2 separate regions of the Oryctolagus cuniculus genome follow, and region 1 is linked to region 2. The links are chromatin contacts, called in public Hi-C maps. All regions are on one chromosome and are shown on one strand. The core of a region is the stretch at or near the end of the contact, and the rest is flanking DNA. Distances in the headings are between cores, read along the strand shown. Region 1 holds the start of EXT1 (exostosin glycosyltransferase 1). Region 2 overlaps EXT1 (exostosin glycosyltransferase 1).

What was found. Hi-C and Micro-C count contacts between places; a contact is called where the count stands out from the background.
Region 1: a contact with region 2 is called in a Hi-C map of an unstated tissue, with 4 times the contacts expected there. The contact joins the promoter of EXT1 here to the enhancer-like site in region 2. A contact is called at or near these places in 3 of 6 Hi-C or Micro-C datasets (ear pinna, psoas muscle and an unstated tissue).

Annotation. Positions count from the first base shown.
Region 1 is chr6:143,848,190-143,851,017 of mOryCun1.1, reverse strand. It overlaps EXT1 (exostosin glycosyltransferase 1), which reads left to right and starts at 1,553. Exons shown (of 11, transcript XM_002710745.5): 1 at 1,553-2,514. The coding sequence starts at 1,553.
Region 2 is chr6:143,599,081-143,601,780 of mOryCun1.1, reverse strand. All of the region lies in intron 1 of EXT1 (exostosin glycosyltransferase 1), which reads left to right. Among named protein-coding and RNA genes, the nearest start is that of EXT1, 250 kb to the left of the region's middle. Within about 2 kb of position 1,315, at least 1 of the 8 cell types and tissues checked has an H3K27ac peak or open chromatin away from gene starts, as enhancers often do.

The DNA.
Region 1 (2,828 bases), core at 304-2,803, 250 kb before region 2:
CTTTCCTGGGCTGCAGACGGGGGGGGGGGGTGCTAGGAGTGGGGGGAGGACAGGTGTTCCCCACAGAGGCACGCAGGCAGCAGTGTGATCATTCTTTATTCCTGGGGACTGCGGTGTCGCCTTAGGAAAGAAGAAAAAAGAGAGATGGGCTACGTAGAGGAACAGGGATGCGGATTCCACGCTTTGTAAGAAATACTCAGATACTGGGCCTCGGCGGCTCGCAGGTGGGTTGGCTGTCTCCGAAGTCTTCCCCTCCTTCCCCGCCCCTCGGGCGCTCTCCCACTGCCCCATTTCCAAGGAACCTGCACCTTCTCCGCCTCCCCGCTCTGGGAGGCGTTCCAGGAGGCGCCGGGAGCGCCCGGGGCAGCCGAGCCGAGCGAGGCGAGCCGCGCGGGCCCCGGCCGGTCCCGCCTTCGCCGCGTCTCCGCGGGCACCTCCGGGCGGCGCCACTTCCCGGCTGGGCACCGCCGGGTCTCGGGGCCTGCGCGCGCCGAGGCGCCGCGGGGCGCTCGCCCGGGGCCGCCCCGCGCTCGGGACGCCCGGCTCTCCCCGCGAGGGGCACCCGCGCGGCCCCACGGTCGCCGGCGCCGCGGCCGCGGCCGGGGGGTTATGAATGGGCGCAGCGGAAGCACCGCCCCCCCCGGACGTGACGCTCGGCCAATGGCAGCGCGGTCTGCGTGGATGGATGAGGTCAGCGCTGTCGTGTCGGGAATGGAATGTGTAAGTGTAACATTCAGAACCGGGTAACACTCGGCGACCGAACGCGGCGGTCGGCGGCGATCGCGCGGGGGCCTGCGAAGCGCCGCTCGGGGCCGGCTCTGCCCGCGGGGAGGACGCGCCGCCGCCGTCGCCGCCGCCCAGCGCCGCCCGCAGCCGCCGCCCGCCCGCCCGCCGGGCCGCCGCGAGTGCCGGGGCCGGCCCCGCGAGCGCAGAGTAAACACCGGCGGAGTCGCTGCAGGAGGGAAGACAGAGAGATGCAGGGATTTGTGAGGTTACGGCGCCCCAGCTGCAGGATGCACTAGCCGGCCCGGGAGCCCCGGAGCGGCCGCCTTGTGGGGAGCGGAGCGCTGTGCACACGGGAGTGTGGATGAGTTGAAGTTGCTTTCCCGGGGGCTCGCCTTCCACGCCGCGGAGAGCGATCGGAGGGAGAGGCGAGGCGACCACTTCGGCTTGCCGCGGATCGGGCGCCGGGAGCGTTTGCTTTTTTTTTTTTTTTTTTTCGCCCCTCGCTTTTCTTTTTTCCTCCGTCTTGTTGCATGCACGAGAATTGCAGTCCGCTGCTCGCCCGCCCTGGGTGCGAGGTATTCCGCCCCGCCGTCTCCCGTGCATTGTGCGACCCGAAGATGAAAGACCGAAGGGGAGAAAGTTAAGGAAATCGCCCACATGCGCTGGATCAGTCCACGGCTTGGGGAAAGGCATCCAGAGAAGGTGGGAGCGGAGAGTTTGAAGTCTTTACAGGCGGGAAGATGGCGGACTGGAGCTGAAAGTGTTGATTGGGAAACTTGGGTGATTCTTGTGTTTATTTACAATCCTCGTGACCCAGGCAGGACACATGCAGGCCAAAAAACGCTATTTCATCCTGCTCTCAGCTGGCTCTTGTCTCGCCCTTTTGTTTTATTTCGGAGGCTTGCAGTTTAGGGCATCGAGGAGCCACAGCCGGAGAGAGGAGCGCAGCGGTCGGAATGGCTTGCACCAGCCCGGTCCGGATCATTTCTGGCCCCGCTTTCCGGACGCGCTGCGCCCCTTCGTTCCCTGGGAGCAGTTGGAGAACGAGGATTCCAGCGTGCACCTCTCCCCCCGGCAGAAGCGAGACGCCAACTCGAGCATCTACAGAGGCAAGAAGTGCCGCATGGAGTCCTGCTTCGATTTCACCCTTTGCAAGAAAAACGGCTTCAAAGTGTACGTCTACCCGCAGCAGAAGGGGGAGAAAATCGCCGAAAGTTACCAAAACATCCTAGCGGCCATCGAGGGCTCCAGGTTCTACACCTCGGATCCCAGCCAGGCGTGCCTCTTTGTCCTGAGTCTGGATACTTTAGACAGAGACCAGTTGTCACCTCAGTATGTGCACAACCTGAGATCCAAAGTGCAGAGTCTCCACTTGTGGAACAATGGTAGGAATCACTTAATTTTTAATTTATATTCCGGCACTTGGCCCGACTACACCGAGGACGTGGGGTTTGACATCGGCCAGGCGATGCTGGCCAAGGCCAGCATCAGCACCGAAAACTTCCGACCCAACTTTGATGTCTCCATTCCCCTGTTTTCCAAGGATCACCCCAGGACAGGAGGGGAGAGGGGGTTTTTGAAGTTTAACACCATCCCTCCTCTCCGGAAGTACATGCTGGTCTTCAAGGGGAAGAGATACCTGACAGGGATAGGTTCAGACACCAGGAATGCCTTATATCACGTCCACAACGGGGAGGACGTCCTGCTCCTCACCACCTGCAAGCATGGCAAAGACTGGCAAAAGCACAAGGATTCTCGCTGTGACAGAGACAACACCGAGTATGAGAAGTAAGTGGCCCTGCCCAGGCTGGGCCAGGTGTGAGGTTGGGGGTGGGAGTGAGGACCCAGAGCCCCTCATGGGTTCTGTGCCTTCCCGCTCGGAGCCCGGGACCAAGCAGCCTGGTTCAGGTGTGGGTAGCTCGGAGATGAGCGCCGGGAGTTTGAGCTCCTGGGGCACGCTGCACAGCCTGGTTCCGGTGCCCAGGAGCTGACAGTTTTCCCCTCTTGTCTAGGAGGCCTGCGAGGCAGGGTCCTGTCTCCTGTGCCGGGTGGGGGTTTGCCCCAAGTTTGGAAACCATGCTTCCCCTGTGGCCCTGGGACGT
Region 2 (2,700 bases), core at 66-2,565:
GGCACCTTCTACGCGTACATGAAATATCGCAGAGCCCTCCACGCGGCTTCGCTCCGTGGGCCTTCCTCCTCGGCATGCCTCTCTGAAAGGCCTGAAGGGCCTGCAGGAGCAAGGAGCCAAGATGTGGAGCCATCTGGAGTAGGCACAGGGACACATCTGTTTGAAGCGTCTCAGAGGCACCTGGGTCCTGATTTACTGGCTTCTGCGGAGCCCCCGTCCAGAACCCAGGCTCATGAGGAAGCTGGTGTCTGTGATTGATTTACCCACACCTAGGCTAGGTCTGTCTGGTCTCACACTCAGCGAAAAATTGTGGATTCTTATTGGAAGCACATCAAGTGTCTGCCACCAAAACCCCAAACTATACAAAAATGTAACCAGAAAACTTCAGCATAGCAGTGGAAGACGCAGTGGAAAATGGAGATTTAGGGGTGCTTCTGAGAATGAAGCAGTTGAGAGCACGAACTTAGGAGTTGGGGTGTGCTGGGGTTCCAGTCTGGGCTCTGCAATACCGGGGCTGTGTGACAGAGACAAGTTACTGAACCGCTCTGTGTGCCTGGTTGTCTCACCTGTATAAAGAGGAGGATAGTAATACCCTTCCCTTTTAGGGTGGAGTTGATGAAGTTTGTATTCACACGTCTGGTCTGGGGAATTGTAAATAGAGCCCACAACATTAAGCGCTAAGCCATTGTGGATTTATTTTGTTCCTGTAGGCATCAAAGCCGTGGACACCCGGTGCCGTGTCAGACAAATGCCTTTGGCCTGTTGCTCCCTTCCCTGCCCTTCCTCTGCAACCCCTCTACCACCCCACACTGACTGGCTCATCTCTTACTCCTTGAGTGTGGGCAGTGGTAAGGAGGGTCCCCTGCTGATTGGTTCTCTAGCACCCTCTCTTGGAGGAGGCTCAGTTTCACGGATGCTTCTTCAGAGACAGCTTGCCTGACCACCTCCCACCCATAACCACAGTGATGCCCCCTCACCGTGTTTTGTAACTGCTTCAGCGTCTGTGTCCATAACAGATGCTGTGGGCCGGGGATCACGCCTTGTTTCTGTGCGAGTTCCCAGTGCAGATCTCGTGTCTCATTCCAGCATGCAGTGGGCACTCAGCACCTGCTGGCCCAAAGTTAACAATCAGTCATGACTGATGAATTCCAAGTGGCGTGGGAATGTGTTTCTCTCTCCTGAGCTGGTCAACTTCATGGCTCCTAACCACACTATCTCCACCCCTTTTATTTACATCACAGTAGGAGTGAAAGAGAAGTCAGGGAAATGCTCAAATGCCTCTTTCAGAGATGAGTGCACCCTCGCCATCTGTTATCCTTTTAACTGGTAGGGGCTGTGGAGGAGGAAGGCAGGCCTAGTCTCTTTCTTACCGGGTTGCTTCAGTGGGGACACTTGCCATGTGGAAGTGCCCCATCTACCGGTTGAATTGGGTAACTACATCCTTCAAAAGTTTTCATTGTGTGTAGAGGGGGCAGAGGGTGAGTGCACATGCTCCCATCTACTGGTTCACTCCCTGAAAGCCTGCAGCATTTAGTGGGAGGGGAGTCAGGAGCCAAAAACACAATCTAGCTCTCTCATGGCAGAGAACCAACTGCTTGAGTCATCACCACCTCTTCCCAAGGTTTGCGTTAGTAGGAAGCTGGAAGGTGGAGCCACAGCACAGAGTTGAACCCAGGCACTCCAGTGTGGGATGTGCGTATCGTAACTGCTAGACCAAATATCTGTCCTGCACAGATAATGCTGGCTGTATAATGTCTCTTTAAAGACAGCTGAGACCGTGCTAGGGTTTGGATCATACTTTATTATCTTGCTGGCAACAAAGCCAACCTTGAAGCAGGCTTTGCATACACAGCACGTGTTCTGGCATGGCTAGTACTTAAATTTGTTGCACAGATTCTGTCCTTGGACTTCGCAAATGTGAAGCAACACAATTTCGCAGTAGTGTCCGGGGGATAAGCTTGATAGCGTAACATCTGCATTCACCTTTGCTGTCCCTATATGCTGTACATTGACCAATGTGCGGTATTTGCAGAATTCCTCTTTGTATCTCAGGGAGCCAGGAGCATCTCACCCACTTCTCAATCTTTGCTTAGGGACCGTGGGTTCTTCAGGTAAAATTTCAGGGAGCAGATAGAATCTTCTTGTTTTCCTTTCTCTCTCTCTCTCTCTCTCTCTCTCACACACACACACACACACACACACACCCCTCTAAAAATAGGTGTGTAAATTGCCTATAAGTTTAATAAGTAAGTTGGAGAGGACATAATTTGTCAGTTTACTTAAAGAAACATAATTATTTTTAAGTGACAGACTGGTCCCTTTGTAGATAAATGCTTTATGTCTTAGCTCCCATGCCTGCATCCCGGGTAACTTGTCAATTACCTGGTAGGCACACTTAGCACAGGGTGCTCAGCAGGGCCTGAGGGCTGAGTGGTAGCACTTGGGACATGGCACTGTTGTTTGGCTGCTGCCGTGGTGGGGGTATAGATGTCTATAGGAGCTGTGTCTCTGTGAGGACTCAGCAAAGAGAGAGGCCAGGCCATTTGGAAAATAGCTCAAAATGCCCTGTGTCGAGTTTGGAGAATGTTATAGCCCTCATCCAATAGCTCATGTTGTAGTGAAGTCATGAGTCCTTGTCTGAGAACAGAGCTGCTGCCGCAGGTCTTTGTCCAGCTAAGGTGAGTTCTTTGTGGCCTCCAG